Linked DNA regions of Mus musculus: regions 1 and 2 are each linked to region 3. A link is a contact called in public Hi-C data. All regions are on one chromosome and are shown on one strand. Each heading gives the region's core, a stretch centred on a gene start, on an enhancer-like site or on the middle of the called end of the contact. The rest is flanking DNA. Distances are from core to core; before and after follow the strand shown. Region 1 overlaps Mindy3 (MINDY lysine 48 deubiquitinase 3). Region 2 holds the start of Itga8 (integrin alpha 8). Region 3 has its middle 130 kb from the start of Gm34768.

Region 1 (3,484 bases), core at 277-2,776, 350 kb before region 3:
GTTCTCAGCCAACACGTATTTACTTACGTTTCACCAGATAATTAGGGGAATGGCACAAAGGGAATGAATTATGTTTGAATAAATGTTATAAATCTAAACATTTCTCCATTCTCTGAGAGTGGAACAGATTGCTTTCTAATAATGACACTATCATTTAATTTATTTTCAGCATATATATTTAGGTACATAAATGAAGCAATACCTATTTATAACCTTTCTACACACACATGCACACACCAATAAAGAATGATGCTTTTAGCGGTGTGTTTAAAAATAAGAAAGCATAACTTATATCTCATAAAGATCACCATTTTGGATGTATATGGTTCTGTGGATGTTGCTATATTTGTAAAGCTGTGCAACCATCGTCCTTACCTAGTTCTGGAAGGTTTTCCTCACATACACACACCCCACTCCCCCAAGAGTAGGTCTAACCGGGCAGCCACTCCTTCTTCCTCACACCAGAAATCACAGTTCAACTTTCTGGCTCTGTGGGTTCCTTCACCTGTGTATTAGTAATTTCTTTCTTTCTATGTTGAGACCACTCTTGTTTTATAGTGTATCAATCTGTTTCCACCCATTAACTCATAGATGTTTCAAACTATACATTAAAAAAAAAACAAAATCCTGTTCCTATTGTAAAACTTTAAATGTAATTTGTCCTGAAGAATAGAGTAGCTAGAGTCTTCTCTATTCATTCTCTCTCTCTCTCTCTCTCTCTCTCTCTCTCTCTGCCTTTATAAGGAGGCTTTATCATTAATTATTTACCTTAGTAGTCTCAGGAAGAAGAACAGATTAGCCTAGTCTAACATGATTTGCAGAAGCAATTGTTCTGATTGCTAAGAACTTAATTTGGGTGTTTTTAATACTTAGCCATCTAACCCTTTGAACATAATTCAGAACTATGCATCAGCCTCTCCTTTTCCCTTTACGGCCACACCTACCTCCCTTCATTATGGAAATATCTTCATGATTCATATTTAAGACTTCAGAGTGATAATTTCCAATTTTAGCTGTTATAAATACTGCTACTGTGAACATTTGTCCACATATTATTTTTATAGCCATATGTTTTTACATTATGGTGTACTCAGGATTAAATTGCCTGGCCACACGGTAATTCTATTCAGCTATTAGAGCACTTTGATTTCCAAAATAAGGACAATGTTGTGTACTGTGGTGACTGATTTTATGATCAAATGCACCATTAGTTCAGCGGTTTCAACTATAACATTTTACACCCCCCTTTTAAACCTCTACCTTAAGTGAAGCACACTTGCCTTTTCTAAGAGAAATTAAGCAGCAGCTAGAATGTCCAGTCTGTGACTCAGTCTAGGTGCCCGGGCAACTGTTTGTGATTCTAGCTCTGCAGTTGGTGCTTAAGTTCAGCCAGGCCCTGCCTGCCACCATGCACCTCTCTGTACTCTCTCAAGCGAGGTCTCTTGTTGCTCAGCTCCACAGCCACATCGACTAACTGAGCAGCTGCCCTTTCCTCACTCATTTCCTCTCCACTGCCCTCAAAGGAGCCTTCCTATTTGGTGGGCATTCTGTTGCATGTTAGCGCAGCTGACTCATCCCTGCTTTCATAGGGCAAGGGAACTAAGTTTTCTGCCATGAATACAAGAGTTCCTGTTTTCCACCTCATGGTGAGAGTAAATTCCCAAGGGCTGTTGTGCTGCTAAAATAGGGGCTGCTGGCTAAATAGAAAAGGATAATGTGCCCTGAGTGCTGTAGGTCATTTCTTACAGTTTCCCAGTCTGAGGAGGAAAAGCAAAGGAGATTGCGAAGATTCATTGTTTTCAAAGGAAGTGTCCTCATGGAAGTGTAGAGTCAGTTGGTGTAAACATGATAGGCTGTGTAAATCTGTCTTATGTGCTCAAAATTAAACTTTTTCTCAGTCACAAATGAAGTGCTTAGAAGCTTTGTGGCACAATCTTATATAGGATTTCTTGATCTAAAGTCCTCATTTCCAGCTGTGACACATGTGTATGTAAGATCTGCATTGCAGTGTCTGGTTTAAAGATGCAGTATAAGCTTAGACACAGGTCCTGTCTGCACTTACCATCTAACCTCTGTGGTAAGAAGTGTTAATGAACGCCTGTTATGTTTCACATATTTCTGCACAAATATTTAAGGGACAGCATAAAATCTTTCATTTATTTGTTTTACTTTGCTGAATTTATTCTAGGTTGGTTCTTACTTGAAATCTCCAAAATTCCCTATTTGGATTGTTGGCAGCGAAACTCACCTCACCGTATTTTTTGCCAAGGTATGCTTATAGGGGACTTTTTTTTTTCCACAATGATATTAGCCAAACAAGTAATATTGTGAGTCCATATTTAGTTTGATCTTTGTGCAGATGAAAATCCAGCCAGTAATAAATGGAATGTTTCCCAGAAATCTTATCAGTTCACACTACAGAAAACACTGTTGCTTTGCTCTGGGGTTGGAGTCACCTCAGTGAAGTCCTTCCTGACTCCATTACATGTCTTTATCTCTGCTGACTCAAGAGCTCTGGCTTTTGATTTTGTTTAGAAGTTGCTGAGATGTGGAAGAAACCATTTTAGTTTTATTTTAGATTCTTACATAAAATGGTTTCTAAATCTTTCTTTTTAACAAGACGTAATATTTTCCACAGTGGGGTGGTAAAAGCTTTGGCATCAAACACCTTCATTTAAACCCTAGTTTCTTTGCAACATCTCTTGGGCTCTTTTCCTCTGTGTTTACAGTAGGGCTTTTTAACAGTACCTAGGTCTTAGAAGTGCTGTCAGCCTTAAATCTAAGATATTTAGTGGTGTCTAGCACAAGACAAGTGCTCATTACTCTATGAAAAGTTTTCCAATGTCTCTGATGCTGTTAAGAACAAAGTGTCAGAGCGTGGACTGATGCGGGCAATGTAAAAGTGTGTCCTTGAGGTTCCTTACTCCAAGAGACTCTGGGAGTACGCGTTTCCCAGGGTAAGGTCCCGTCTCTAAGAATTCTATCACTTTCACTGAACTGGTAACCTCATTTTTATTTTATTTTCTTCCTGCTTTTATTGTGTTAGCCAGCGTCCAGCTTACAGCTACAGAGTAAGGTACATGTTACTTTTCCTTAACCTGGAAACTGTATAAAAGTACAGGCCACCATGATACATGAGCGTTGTTGTTCATTTCCCTTTCAAATTAGGGAGGATAAAATCAAACTCAGAAGCAGGAAACATATAATTCCGAACAAATATTTCACTATATATTTCTAGAAAAGATAATCAGTTTAAATTTACATGGATAGTGTATTTTTAAAACAATTACTTTATGTCCAACCCTATTCTTTAGCATTAGGAAAACTGATATGAAACTATACAAGTGTATTTGTGGAGGGGGCACTTGAAATTTTGGGGAAGGGCTCTTATTATATAGCCAGGGCTGATACTGTACAAGAATCTTCCTGCATCAATGGAAAAATTACATAAATAGTAAATGAAACTATTAACATTCATTTGAGT
Region 2 (3,229 bases), core at 322-2,821, 270 kb before region 3:
GGTCCCCCAGTTGTAGGAAGTGGTACTAATTATTCTTAGATGAGTAAGTTGGCATCTTATTCATCCACTCACTTCACTTATTTTCTCCTAAGTAGGTAACTTAAGACTCAGCTTAGATCCTTTCTGCTGTGCATCCTCCCCCAATCTCAGCCTTTTCCTTAACTTTCATGGCCCTTTTCTCCTTTTGTCTTGTCAACCAGGTTGGGATTCCCTTGTCCATCCCTGCTTTCTTTTTATTCAGATGACTTGCCACTGGACATTTGAATCTCTGGTGCCTATCATATTTCTGCTTTGGCTACTTTTGCCTGGATCCCTGGTCTCAGGATCCATCCAGCCCTATTTCAGACCACTCCTTGGATACTCCTTTTCACTACGATCTTGTACATGGTCATCTAATGCTAGGAGATTAGTGCCTTCAGTGTTTCCCTCATCTGCTTCCGGGAGGTCCAAATCTAAGTCTCCTATTCAAATTCTTGTCTACATCTAAATTTGTTTCCAACTTTCCTGAAATTACCCAGAAACAGCTTGCCCCTTCTCTGTCTCTCTCTCTGTCTCTCTGTCTCTGTCTCTGTCTCTGTCTCTCTCTCACACACACACACACGTGTGTGTGTGTATATATATATATATATATATATATATATATATATATATATATATTTAACACAGCCTTCTCAGGCTAGTCTTGAACTTGTTAGGTTAGCCCAGGCTGTCCAACAAAAGATCCTCTTATTACAGCCCCTGCCCCCAAACAAAACAGTGTTGGGATTTCAGGTATGTGTCACCATGTCCCACACTTCTTTGCCTACACTTAAATTCTGTGTGACCTCAGAGTCATGTTGTTTTTTTTATCACCAATCTATGTCCTGAAAAGTTTGTATTTATAAAAAACCATTTATACACACAGTTCTAGTCTGCTCCCTTCACCTTCGGGCTCCTCGAAAGATCAACAACTAGTACTGGTGAGGAAGAGATCCTGTTGTCTCAAACTTTCACTCCCAAGCCCTGCTTTTGAAAACTGTTAACTGCAGCATTTCTGACTTTGCAGTCCTTCATCACAACCTCATAGGATAGAGGTTTATACCAAATCATACAATGTGCCAGAGATGCCCTTGAGAAAGACTGAGAAAACCTACAGGATTTTTGTATTAGTATGTCAGCGGAATAGGAGAGGAAGAGGGTTCTTACATTCCATTATCAAATCCCATTTACTGAGGAAGAAACTGATTTACCCTCAAAGGTAGAGGTGACAGCCATATAACCACTCTTTTCTGGAGTTGGTATACTCTTTTGTATGCTTGTATCCGAGCTGCGCAATATTGGGAAATCATTAAATTCTCGCCGCATATGGAACACCGCTTCTCCAAAACAATGACTTGAGGTGACATCCATAAAATTTAGATGGTCCTTAAACTAGAGACTCGAAATCTAGCGGGCTCAACAGGCACTTGCCCGGTCCTAGACCGCAAGCTCCGTCCTGCAGCCTGAGAACTAGCCGCTAGAGGGCGCGAAGAGCGCGCCGGCCCCAGCCAGGGGCTGGAGAGGGTCGAGCGCGGGATCCGCTGCTGCAAGCCCAGAGCAGCGGGGTCGGCGGGCCGCACAGGGCGAGAGGACTGTCACTGTGGACGCTCCTAGCTCACCGACCCGGGACACCGGCCTCTGGGGAGCGTCAGGCCTTCTCCTCTGGGCTCCACGGCTCCCGATCCCGGGTGAACAGCGTTCGGGAAGGAGGGCGATGTCTGCGGGAACCCACTGTGGTCCCCCGGGGAACCGGGCACCTCCGTTCGCGCGTCTCTGTTGCGTCTCGGCCGCGCTGGGGATGCTGTGGTCCCCTGCGTGTCTGGCGTTCAACTTGGATGTGGACAAGCTCACTGTGTACAGTGGCCCCGAGGGCAGCTACTTCGGCTACTCACTGGACTTCTACATACCTGATGCGCGCACGTAAGTTGCTGGGTTGGGTTGGTGGCTTGGTGGCGCGCGATTCCAGGTCCTGTCTCTGTCTCTCAGAGGTCTCCGCAGCCAGGAGGAAAGGATGTCTGATATTTCAGGCAACTGCCCACTCCGGGTCGGATTCTGCTCTTTGCCTGCTACCAACATCTTTCCTCCTGACTTATGCTAAATAGATGTGCCCATGAATCTGGGATTGGAGATGCTCCACTGGTATATAAGTTCGGATTCAAAGACAAGAGCATTATACAAAGGAGAGAGTGGGGCGGGACAGACTCAGGTCAGTTTTAAAATAAGGACCGCGCAGTCTGTTCCTACGGAATCTCATAGCGCCTTAGGTTGCAGACAGTTGGGATCTGCCTTCCCCATCACAGTCTCCACCTACCTCCACCTAGACAGGCAGAACCATTAGCAGCCTCTTCCAAAACCAGGTTTCTGGTGCTCATAGGCTTCCAAAGAGGAAATCAAGTTTGGCAGTCTTTCCACAATAAACCTGTTTGTGCCTGCCGCTGCTGCCGCAGTCCGGTGGGCATGCTTCTACAGACTGGGCACACGGGTAAATGTTCCCAGAGGAGTGACTTTCTCCAATCTCTTTGCAGAGCCAGTGTCTTAGTGGGGGCACCCAAAGCCAACACTAGCCAGCCGGATATCGTAGAAGGGGGAGCTGTCTACTACTGTCCCTGGCCCTCAGAGAGGTCTGCACAGTGCAAGCAGATACCGTTTGACACCACCAGTAAGTGATGCTAACCTGTAGTGTGGCCCCTGGTTGAAAAGAACCAGAGCCATTCCTCGCGGCAATTTAGTGTTCTTTCCCCCCCTCCTAATGTAAATCTGAGTGTTTGGATGCATCTGGTAACATCCGTTTCCCTACTGTTCAGAGGTGAACACTAGGGGAGGAGGTGCTTGGGACCAGTAGAAACCCACAGCTGTGAGGGGAGGGGAGCACAGGCTTAATACTTGGTTGGCAGAGGCAGGCTGGTGTCTGTGAGTTCGAGGCCGGCCAGAGTTACAAAATAACCTACACTATAGAGAATCGGGTTGGTCCTCAAATATAGAGGTGGAGACTGATAAAGGACTCGCTTGGAGTATTTGTAATTCTCTAGTTCCCAAGTCCGGAGGTGAGACTTGCCCTGTAGTAGATCCAGACTGCAACCTGGGGTGCTTGACATTCTAATTCTTTACAGAAAGAATTTTCTTTCAAAATACTGGACATTAGATGCAAAATACTACAGGCAGAGTGTGGATGGATTATATTCATTTCCAAAAATCCCCCAGACAGATGTTT
Region 3 (3,556 bases), core at 61-2,560:
GAGGAAAAACCAGGGGCCTTGAAAAGCGTGGCAAATCATACATGGAGTCATGGGGAAGTTTTACAAAGTCGAATACTCCAAACCTCCTCTTACAATAGTTCTCCTTTACTTTAAACGTTCACATGCTGTTACATGGAAACTGAGCAATGGAGGAACAAGAATGAAAACGGGGAGACTGCTAGGAAGCCCTCACATGAGTAAGGAAAAGACTCATGCAAGCAGCGAATCAGAAGAGAGACTGAATTTAGCCTCAAGAAAATGGAATTACTACCATTTAGCTCAATAAATGAAATAAAAGGACCAAAGGGTAAACAATGCCGAATTTTCCCATCTCTGGATATAGTCATACAGGAAAAAAAAAAAAAAAGTCAAATAGATGCCTCCCAGAGAGGAAGCTAAGTAAGCGCATAGCTTCGGAGTCACCAGGTTCCGTGGTTTCCAAGAGATGAACTTGGGATAAACAAGAAAATTGAATGATTTTTAATCATGCGGCAGTCAGACTGGTATTCAACATGTTATTTACATTTTAAGAACCTTTTTTTTAAAACTCCAAGCATTTTATGTTTGTTTGTCCTAAAGAAGCCATCATCAAAAAATCTGGGGAACTGTGTATAGTTAGCAGTCGCGTAGTTGAGTAGTGCACGCATGTCTGCTGCTGGTGCAGACGTATGGGGCCATTGATGGAGCCAATAATAACGGGGAAACAGAACAGAGGCATGGCTGATGAGAGACGCCAGCTTTCTCTGCCGGCCCCGGCTCTGAGCAGTCTTGATATTTCTGCATGTATTTGAGTCTGCTGCTTGTTTTAATTATCTTCATCCAATTCCAAGTGACGCATGATATCAAGCATGACCAAGAATGGAAAGATTTCTTGGTGGAATGTTTTAAATCTTGATTGTTACAAGGAAAAAGCCCTTTAAAAAATAATAGCATCTTTCCAAGAACAGATTCCTGTAACTAAGACCGTTCCCCAAAATGGAAGAGGATTAAAGCTGGGGTATGTTTGACCCATTCCTGCTAGTCACGATGGTGCACCCCAAAAGGACTCAGAGGGAATGCCCCACTAGAAAACAGGAAATGAAACTAGTACAGCAGCAAGGGGGGAATCAGCAGGCTTTTTTATGCCTTGGATTTTGAGAGGAAAGAGCTGTTTATTCAAAACGCTGCTTCGGGGGACAGGAAGACAATGAGGAGAACAGAGACCCACTGACCTCCTGGAATTGCTGACAGTAGCTCAGCCTCCCTGCCTGGTGTGCAGGAAGCCAGCCATGCAGACTCCAAATGTCCAGCCCTAATCAGAAGAGGTGACGGAGCAGACCTCAAGCATTTCAAAAGTCATGAGAACGCTATTAACCACATTCAAAGTTGAGGGCGCTGCTTCCTCCCCAAGCATCCATCAGGAAGACTCCAGACAGAAGCTCTGAAGCTAGGGGGTCAGTGCCGCTGCTTCGAGGGGTGGAGGCAAAGGGCTTGTTCTCTCTCCCAAGACAGCAGATGACAGTGGGTGGTCAGCTTTGGCTCAGAGTCCTGGCTTAGCAGGAAATCCTTGTTTCTTCTGGGCCGCTAAGTCACTGTGTCTTGTTCTGCAAGCTGGATGGGAATCGTTCTGTCTCTGAATCTATCATGCTGACTTTGTTTTAAGGGAGCCCTAGGTAGTCCATGATGTTAACTTGATGTTACAACCTCTGTCAACTGTGCTTTCCCACACCATACTCACTAACCCCACAATCAGTGTGTGTGTGTATGTGCTTGTGTATGTGTACACGTGTCATATGCACATGTATGTATTTGTAGTGGCTAGATGTCAATGTTGTCTTCTTCGATCAATACTCATCAACCCATAGCTCACTGGGTTGGCTTGACTGACTAACACATGACTTCCGGGGTACCTACTATCTTCTCTCTGCTGAGTTCCAAGACTGAACCCGAGGCACACGCTACTGCTCATGGCTTTTCTGTTTGTTGTTAACATAGATTCTGAGGGTTCTGAGCCATCTCCCTAGCTCTGAAGTGATCTAACATTAAGCTGAATTAAGTGTTCCTTAGGACTTCTTGACTTCAGGCTCTAGAGTATAGAAACCATGTCCCTGTTACTAGAGTTGCATATCACCACATTCCTTCACTTCACCTGTGATGATGTCATGAGTGATTCTCACTAGAGTCTGAAGAAATCTAGAAACACCTGTCAGTTCCTGCCCCAGCAACCTACAACACCCTACCGCTGAAAGAATCTCACTCACTTTGGGCTATCTTAAGTACATTTGCACTCTGTGCTACATAACTCACTTGTCCTTGGGGGCAGATGCTAGTGAGCCACACCCCTTGAGATCTCTCACTGACCCCTTTAGTACTCGACTTCACATTTCAGGCAGCTGTGACCAGAGCCACACACTGACTGTGTCACTTGGGCTGGGGACCTAAAATAAAAGAGGCAAAATAGAGAAAGGCCAATGAGTCCAGTGTTTTCCACTGTCCACTCGCTGATTCATCAAGACATGAGGAATCTCTGTATAAACTCCATCACCCTGAACTTCACTATGTCTTCTTTGCCATTATGGGCTATGAGGGAAAAAATAAATTCTGCCCATGAGTTGCTTCTGCAAAGTATTTTAACAATGAAAAAAATTAACTAAAATTCCAGGGCTGACATGAAACTGTGGTGGCTTCAGTCTCAGGATATGTGAGAGTGGTGACTAATTCCTCACAAACATCTGAAAGCTACCTTTCTGTTCAAAGTGTAATTTCCTGCATTCCCTCCTTTGGTTCTCTGGAAGCAGCCTGTGAACACACAGCAAGTATCCTGGGAACACACAGCAAGGATCCTATATACTGCTCCTTAACACAAGTCATGGCTCAAAGAGGCACCTTTCAGTGACTCCAGCCTGATGCAGAGAAAAGACCCTATAAACAAAAGCTTACATATAATGACAGGGATGTTTATAATAGGATTTTAAGATTCATTTTATCTTTAATTATGCATATACTCACCTAGGTATGAGTATATATATGAGTATACACACACACACACACACACATACACACGCGCGCGCGCGCGCGTGTGTGTGTGTGTGTGTGTGTGTGTACATATAGCCACAGAAGCCAGAAGCCAGAAGAGAGTGTACAATCCCTAGAGTCAGAGTAGCAGGCATTTGTGAGCTCTCCAGCCTTATTATGATTGTATTTCTTATGACCAACAAGTTAAATGTCCTTTGGCACATACACAGACAGAGTAAGAGGAACAGGATCATGAAAACAGGTGGGTTGTTATTTTAGATTGTCTTGTTTTTTGTTTTTTGTTTTTTTTTGAGTCTATAATTACATCATTACCCCCTTTCCTTCCTCACTTCAAATCTTCCCGTATACCCCACCTTGCTCTCTTTCACATCTATGGCCTCTCTTTTCATTGTTATTATGTGCCTATACATAGACACATATGTATTCCTAAATGTAGCATGCTCCAACTGTGCAGTATTAGGTCCTGGATGGCCAGCTGATGTGCTTTTCCCTGGATAAGACTATTGCAGCCACCCTCAGCATTGCTCTGTTGCCTGCAGCT

What was found. Hi-C and Micro-C count contacts between places; a contact is called where the count stands out from the background.
Region 1: a contact with region 3 is called in a Hi-C map of bone marrow-derived macrophages, with 14 read pairs. The contact joins two enhancer-like sites. A contact is called at or near these places in 2 of 39 promoter capture datasets (the 3T3-L1 cell line and the C10 cell line), 18 of 484 Hi-C or Micro-C datasets (the 3T3-L1 cell line, the HPC-7 cell line, the N1E-115 cell line and 11 more), 4 of 115 datasets of contacts at active chromatin or transcription factors (bone marrow-derived dendritic cells, embryonic stem cells, heart atrium and 1 more) and 2 of 9 other capture datasets (adipose tissue and liver).
Region 2: a contact with region 3 is called in a Hi-C map of bone marrow-derived macrophages, with 36 read pairs. The contact joins the promoter of Itga8 here to the enhancer-like site in region 3. A contact is called at or near these places in 14 of 39 promoter capture datasets (the 3T3-L1 cell line, the C10 cell line, the HPC-7 cell line and 10 more), 2 of 15 datasets of contacts at CTCF or cohesin (the NIH/3T3 cell line and stem cell-derived epiblast-like cells), 48 of 484 Hi-C or Micro-C datasets (the 4T1 cell line, the CH12 cell line, ECoMG myeloid progenitors and 28 more), 22 of 115 datasets of contacts at active chromatin or transcription factors (VIP interneurons, bone marrow-derived dendritic cells, bone marrow-derived macrophages and 15 more) and 4 of 9 other capture datasets (adipose tissue, embryonic stem cells, liver and 1 more).

Annotation. Positions count from the first base shown.
Region 1 is chr2:12,380,888-12,384,371 of GRCm38.p6, reverse strand. It overlaps Mindy3 (MINDY lysine 48 deubiquitinase 3), which reads left to right. Exons shown (of 15, transcript NM_024185.4): 10 at 2,189-2,269. Among named protein-coding and RNA genes, the nearest start is that of Mindy3, 37 kb to the left of the region's middle. Within about 2 kb of position 1,526, at least 35 of the 459 cell types and tissues checked have an H3K27ac peak or open chromatin away from gene starts, as enhancers often do. A contact at or near this core is called in bone marrow-derived macrophages and liver, where this site is marked.
Region 2 is chr2:12,300,286-12,303,514 of GRCm38.p6, reverse strand. Itga8 (integrin alpha 8) reads left to right here and starts at 1,571. Exons shown (of 30, transcript NM_001001309.3): 1 at 1,571-1,938; 2 at 2,544-2,677. The coding sequence starts at 1,733. It overlaps E030013I19Rik (RIKEN cDNA E030013I19 gene), which reads right to left and starts at 2,269. Exons shown (of 2, transcript NR_040353.1): 1 at 1,926-2,269.
Region 3 is chr2:12,031,530-12,035,085 of GRCm38.p6, reverse strand. No RefSeq gene overlaps it. Among named protein-coding and RNA genes, the nearest start is that of Gm34768, 130 kb to the right of the region's middle. Within about 2 kb of position 1,310, at least 31 of the 459 cell types and tissues checked have an H3K27ac peak or open chromatin away from gene starts, as enhancers often do. A contact at or near this core is called in the CH12 cell line, adipose tissue, bone marrow-derived macrophages and 5 more, where this site is marked.